Regions from separate parts of the Mus musculus genome. Here region 1 is linked to region 2. Evidence: chromatin contacts called from public promoter capture Hi-C data. All regions are on one chromosome and are shown on one strand. The core of a region is the stretch at or near the end of the contact, and the rest is flanking DNA. Distances in the headings are between cores, read along the strand shown. Region 1 holds the start of Cox8a (cytochrome c oxidase subunit 8A). Region 2 holds the start of Dpp3 (dipeptidylpeptidase 3).

What was found. Promoter capture Hi-C pulls out the DNA fragments that hold promoters and counts their contacts.
Region 1: a promoter capture Hi-C map of liver shows a contact between it and region 2, with 3 times the contacts expected there. A contact is called at or near these places in 2 of 39 promoter capture datasets (liver and pre-B cells) and 1 of 9 other capture datasets (liver).

Annotation. Positions count from the first base shown.
Region 1 is chr19:7,215,758-7,219,181 of GRCm38.p6, forward strand. It overlaps Cox8a (cytochrome c oxidase subunit 8A), which reads right to left and starts at 1,859. Exons shown (of 2, transcript NM_007750.2): 1 at 1,642-1,859. The coding sequence starts at 1,755.
Region 2 is chr19:4,926,818-4,930,170 of GRCm38.p6, forward strand. It overlaps Dpp3 (dipeptidylpeptidase 3), which reads right to left and starts at 1,470. Exons shown (of 18, transcript NM_133803.2): 1 at 1,403-1,470; 2 at 1-242. The coding sequence starts at 237. It also overlaps a transcript of Peli3 not described here.

The sequences.
Region 1 (3,424 bases), core at 609-3,108, 2.3 Mb after region 2:
GATGTATTTATCTGTGGGGGGAAAGGGTGCAGGCAGGAGTCTTACTATGCACCCCACCCAGACCTGGGCTTAAACTTGAGATTCTCCTGTTCCTGATGCCCTGGTCCTGGAAATACACTCAAGTGCCACTATGCTCACTGGTGTGTATGTGTGCTGTTTTCCATGTGGGTGAAGGCCAGAGCTTGATGTCTGGCATCTCATCTAACAGCTCTCCATCTTTTCTTTCTTTCTTTCTTTCTTTCTTTTTTTTTTGGAGACAGGTTTTTTTTTACTAAACCTGAAGTTCACTGTTTTGGCTAGACAAGCTGAACAGTGGAATCCAGGGAGCTCCCTGCCCCTCTCCCCCTACCAGCACTAGGGCTAAAGACTAGCCGGTTACTGGGTAGTCAATGTCAAATCTTCATGCTGGTGAAGCGAATACTTCTTAAATAAACCATTCTCACGTGTCCTTGCTTTCTATACAGTTTCTTCTCTTTTTTTGTTTTTGTTGTTTGTTGTCTACACAGAGACAGGGTTTCTCTGTGTAGCCCTGGCTGTCCTGGAACTCACTCAGTAGACCAGGCTGGCCTTGAACTCAGAGATCCACAGCTTCTATAGCATAAGTGCTGGATTATAGGCGTGTGCCACACTGCCCTGCTGGGGTTTTGTATCTTTTAAAGATGTGTTTTATCTATATTTGTATGATGCATGTGTGTGAGCACAGGTATGTGTTTGCATGCTTACCCAAGGTCAGGACGGGATGTCAGATGCGTTGGAGCTGGAGTTACAAGCTTGTTATATGGGTGCTGGAACCTGAACCAGTCTTCATGAGGCTATGCACCAAACGCCATCTTTCCAGCCCCCAGACTCTTGTTTTTGAGACAGAGTCTCAGTATGTTGCCCAAGCTGGCCTGAATTCCCGAGCTCTGTTTTCATGCCTCAACCTCCCACTAAATGGGCGTAAGAGAGGGCATGGCTTGGTTGTCACTGTTTCTTCAGTGGCAGTGCTTTGGTTCTACCCCTAATTCAATGCCCAGATATCTGGATTCATGACCCATTGTCACTTAAAACAGAAGAGCTCCAAAAAAGGGAGGGATGGGGGGGCCTAGGCTGCGGTGTAGTATTAAGAAAGTGCTTGCCTAACACAAAGTCCCGGGCTTGATCCCCAGCACCACATAAACCACAAGTGATGGCACAGGCCTGTTATCCCAGCACTAAAGAGATTATCGCTTCAAAGTCAAATGTGGTCAGCCTGGGCTACAAGAGACCCTGCCTCATGTTTTTAAACTAATGTTTTAAAAGTAAAAATTGTCCTAGTATCTAAATGCTCCTACATCTCTGGGAATGTAGACCTGGTGAACTCTGCAGCCCTCCTTAATAATAAAATGTAGCAGTAACAACCATGACGTCGCTGCCAGTTACCAGGCATGCCCTCCCCTGCGGTGGGGGGGGGGGGGGAATGGAAGGAGAGACGGGTTTAGAGAGGCCGAACAGAGTAAACAAACTAGCGGGCTGACCTGACATCCAGGAACTTGGGAAAAATACCTAGGGCTTAGGAGCAGCCGAGCGACTGTCTCATCCATGCCTTGAGGACAGGCCTAAGCCAATGTCGCAGGCTACCACAGTTCGCCCACCTCCCCGCTCCCGGTCCGTCCCGCTCACCAGGACCCCGAGCTGCTCCCGCGCCGGCTTCGAGTGGACCTGAGCCCGCGGCACCATGAGCCGCCGGGCCGAGCCGGTCAGGCTCCTCAGCAGCAGTGGCGTCAGGACAGACATGACGGCGCGGAACGACCACGGACGAGGACCAGTCCAAGGTCAGGGAGTCAAGATGGCCGAACCAGCCGGAAGTTCCGGCGCTGAAGTTGCCGGACGCCCGAGCCGGAAGTATTTCGGAAATGACGTCGGGACAAGCCCCCTCGCCCGCCTGGGCTGTTTTTGGCGCGCTCCTCGAAACAACCAACCGACATCATCCTACACAGATGGGAGGAGAAATGAGACACCTTTGCTCCCACCTCCACTTTCTTCGAGAGTGACACGCATAGCCACCCAATCACACAAGCTACAAGTCTATTGACTCCTTGGCTCCTCCCTCCATTCATTTAACTAGGATCCTCTCTCTGCCAGCACTGTACTAGTGACTCCAGCTCGCCACCAGTAAGCCTCTAGTTTTAAAAACATAGTTTTACTTTATGAGTGTTTTGTCAGCATGTTCATCTGTGTATGCAGAACGCAGAGAGGCCAAAAGAGGGTGTTGGATCCTCTGGAACTGGAGTTCAGGCAATAGTGAGTAATCTTGTGGATGCTGGGAACTGAACTGAACTGGACCTCTGCAAGAGCAGCGAGTGCTTCTAAGCGCTGAGCTCTCTCTCCAGCCCCGAGACTCCTGTCATTTACTGTTATCCTCTCAGAAACCCGTTTCCACATAACTGGTAACTGTTCTCAACTTCTGCTTTCCTCCTTTTGTGTGTGTTAGGACAGTTTTGTTTTGTTTTGTTTTGTTCTCTGTTTTTCGAGACAGGGTTTCTCTCTGTAGCCCTGGCTGTCCTGGAACTCACTCTGTAGACTAGGCTGTCCTTGAACTCAGAAATCCGCCTGCCTCTGCCTCCCGAGTGCTGGGATTAAAGGCATGCGCCACCACGCCCGGCCAGTTTTGGTTTTTTAAGGTCTCCAGTAGCCCAGGCTGTCCTAAAACCGTGTAGATGAGAATGACCTTGAACTTTTCTGCTTCTATTCCTATGTTCCATGCCTTGTTGCCTCTCTTCTTTCTCTTCTTTATCCCCTGTCTCCCTTCTGCCTTTATTCTTTCTGTTCCTTTCTCCTCTCTCCTTCCTTCTTGTTTTACTAGACAAATACCTGATCAAGTGGTTCCCCATTGCTTTCTTTAAAAAAATATTTATGTATGTGATTACACTGTGTCTATACAGATGGTTGTGAGTCTTCATGTCACTGTTGGGATCTGAATTTTTAAGACCTCTGCTTGCTCCGGTCAGCTCTGCTCGCTCCTGTAAACTCAGTCCCTGCTTGCTCTGGCACAAAGATTTATTTATTATTAATACATAAGTACACTGTAGCTGACTTCAGATGCACCAGAAGAGGGCCTCCAATGGGATTTGAACTCAGGACCTTCGGAAGAGCAGTAAGTGCTCTTATCCACTGAGCCATCTTGCCAGCCCTCCCCATTGCTTTCTAGACAAGGCCCGGATCTTGGATATTGCCCTTCTGTCTGACTTCTCAATATCGCTTGTTTTTTGTCCTTGCTCCTAGGTCTCTTCTCCACCCTTCCAGATTTTGGACTTTTTACTCTTTACATTCTACCTAGAACACCTTTTCTTTCTTTTTTAAAAAGATTTATTGGGGCTGGTGAGATGGCTCAGTGGGTAAGAGCACCCAACTGCTCTTCCGAAGGTCCGGAGTTCAAATCCCAGCAACCACGTGGTGGCTCACA
Region 2 (3,353 bases), core at 220-2,719:
GGCATGTTGGCGCAGCTGGTCAGGGTCCTGGGCACGGAAGAGGCGGCTAAGCAGGGCATAGATGTAGGGGGCTTCAGGGGATGTCTGGAGCAGCACTGCCAGGCCCCCATACCAAGCAGCTCTAGACAGGTGATGGGCATAGAGGCGCTCTGTGGGTGACAGCAGGCGGAATGCCTCCCTGCAGTCCAGGCTAGACACACCAATGTCATTGGGCAGGATGTACTGGGTATCTGCCATGAGCCCTGCAAGAACACATCACAGTCATCTCAGAGAGCGCAGCATCTTCGCGGCTGCTCTGAAAGCTCATGAGCTAACTAACTTCTTCCATCCAGAAGTCCAGGAGGGAGTAATCCAGTCGCATCCATTCACCTGAAATGCTGGGATTCAAAGACTCAAATACTTGCGGGCCAGCTTTGGCCTGTGGCCTCTCAGACTTAAAATCTGAATCCAATCACTTCATATTACAGATGAGGACACTAAGGCCCAGGATGCCAAGTGTACGAAGGAAGAACCGGCAGAACACAGCCTCATTACTAGACTCCCAGCCCCAGCCACTCCCTGCCTCATCTCCACCTTCTCAGATGTCCTAGTCTCTGTTCAGAATTTCCCAACACCTCTAGCTCATCACAACTGCTGACAAAGGCTTCATGCTGGATATCCACCCCACCGTCCCAACCCCGCTCCACCAAAAGGTCTAAAACCCAGGGCAGCCGCTTCACCTCCCTGCACTGCTCTTTGCTCCTCTGCAACACTGACTGTGAGTATGACACCAAGCTCAACAGCTGGGTATGAAATCCAGGACAGGGATGTGACCCAGTTGGTAGAGTTTGTCTAACCAACAACCAGGCCCAGGGTCAGATTCCAAGGTCAGTCTGGGGTACATAAAACCTTGTCAAAAAATAAATCAAAAACAGCAATGATATTTTGTCCCAGCTTTTCCCTCCTAGCATCTGCCCCAGTCTCATGTCTTTCTTCAGCCCTTCACTATCCTGTTTTCTTCTGTTGCTCTGTTGGGAAGCCATATAAGGGCACAACCCATTTTCCAGATAGGAACCATATGACATTTGGAAAGCAAGCAACTTATCCAAAGCTTTTCAGCTCAGTTGGGACCCAAGGAATTCCGAACCCACCACATTCTCCACGCTCCGCCCCTGGCTAAGGACACGTTTCCACCCTCTGTACTCCTTATTTGCGCGGCTCCGCCCCATCTACCCCTTCGCTCGGAAAGAGGTGTTAACTCTTTACTGCCTGGAAATTCTCCTTGCCCAAAAGCTGGGAGAGATTTGGAAGAGGCACTGAAGGGTGGACAGAAAGGGGATGATCTTGCATGCACAGCCAGGCCTCGCTCTGATCTCCTGAAGATGACACACCGTGACCCCAAAACCAAGGCGCTGTACCTCACCTGCTGCAGCTGCTCCGTTCGCAAACTCACTTCCTGCTTCCGGCTCCCCGCCCCATTCATTGGGACACAAGCCCCGCCCCTACCGACCCGTAGTCGCCCCAGGGATCAGACGGACAGCAGCTACAGCCAGTAGAAGAACCGAAGACAGTTCCTCCCCTCATCTTCTCCCCGCCCCCAAGCGCTACGGGTGGTGCCTGCCTTGCAAGGACCGCGAGGCCTTGGCCTTTTGTCTGCTGGCCCTCACTGCACAGAGGCGTGGCGTAGGGCGATGTTTGGTGAAAAAGTTTGAGTTTCTCAGTACCCCGCGTGGCTGCTGTCGGGTACCGACAGAGGGGACTGACAAGGTCCCCAAACGTGAGAGTTCCTATACATCGGGAGCCTCCACACATGTAGCTGGGAGCCTGCTCTCTTTGGGGTTTCACCTCCAGTGTCCCTACCCTGGATTTGGCAGTTAGGAACCTCCACTTAGAGAAGACTATAATAATGTGGACCCCCTCCTCCCTGGATTTAGGATTTGGAGATGCTATTTGGAGACTACGAAGCTCTTACAAAGAGTGTATGTAGGCTGTGCGAATAGTAGTCCCATCCACCAGTAGTCCCAGGGGTGCAGAAAAATGCTACAGGTGCTCCACTGGGTCGCCATGGAAGCCATCCTTAAAACATTGGGAACCCCAGTTTCCTCAACGCACTTGAAGTCGAGGCCAGCTAGTAGCTGGCACTTTCTTAGTGTGACCACTTGCCAGCTAGAATAGAAAAGCGGTCTCCAGTGACATTGACTGGAGGGCAGCCCAGGATGCAGACAAGCATGTTGTTTACTCTTGGTAGTCAGGGAGGAGTCTTTCTGGGTGACCCATGGCTCTTGCAAGTACTTGCTGACCAGATGTGGTAAGCACTGCAAAGAGCTGGGGCCTGACTTAGGCTGTCTAGGGTTCAATCAGATGTCTGTCTCCTACCAGCTGTGTGACTTTAGATAGCTCACTTCTCTTACTCTGGAACACTGTCAGCTTTACTTCAGGACTAAGTCTACCCAAGGGATGGGCAGCCATCAAGAGGTAGTGCTGTCCCCTAGAGTTGTGTAGGAGGTAGTGTTTCGGGACTGAAATCCAACACACCTTCCTTACCTTGCCTATTTAGAGGGGCCAGAGCAACCATGTGCTTAAGGCCAGCCTTGTCACCACAGCGCTAGTAGCTCTTGGTTCTGATTGGTGAGTGTCATTATAAGGGGGAATTCTGTAAAAATGTGTCCCGAGGAAAGTCCTCTTCTTTCCTTTTGCCTGTTCTCATTGTTTCTAGACGAGGTATAAAGTTGTCTGACTGAGACCCAGTTGAAATGTAAGTGTAACCAGATAGGAAAATAAGGGCTATCCATAGCCACCAAGGGCAAATTCAGGCAAGTGAAGGATCCCAGGGCCCAAGACCCCCAACCAAGCTGCATGGTGTCGTGTTATAACCGCAGTCAACAGGAGTGCATGTTAAATGAAGTCCTTTACCAGCGGCTTGCCATATAGAATTTCATTTAATTCTTGCAAAAACCCTGAGATAACATATCACTGTTGTACCAATTGCACAGGTGAGAGGACCTTTGATTTTATAAGACCTTCCACTATACAGTTTCCACTCCTGCAGCAACACACACACAACACACATTTTCTCTCTCTCTCTCTCTCCTTCTCTTTCTCCTCTCTCTTTTTCACACACACATTCTCTCTCTCCTTCTTTCTCTCACTCACACATATTCTCTCTTCCCCCCACCTCTCTCTCACACGCACACACACACACACCCCACATTCTGTTTTAATGGGTCATGGCTTTTCTGTACGTTTGCATCCATCTGGTAATGAAAATACTTTTTGTTTTTGTTTGTTTGAGACAGGGTCTTGCCATGTAGCCCAGGCTAGCATTGAACACAGCCCTCCTTCCTTAAAGCCTACCAAAACGCTGGAATTACCAG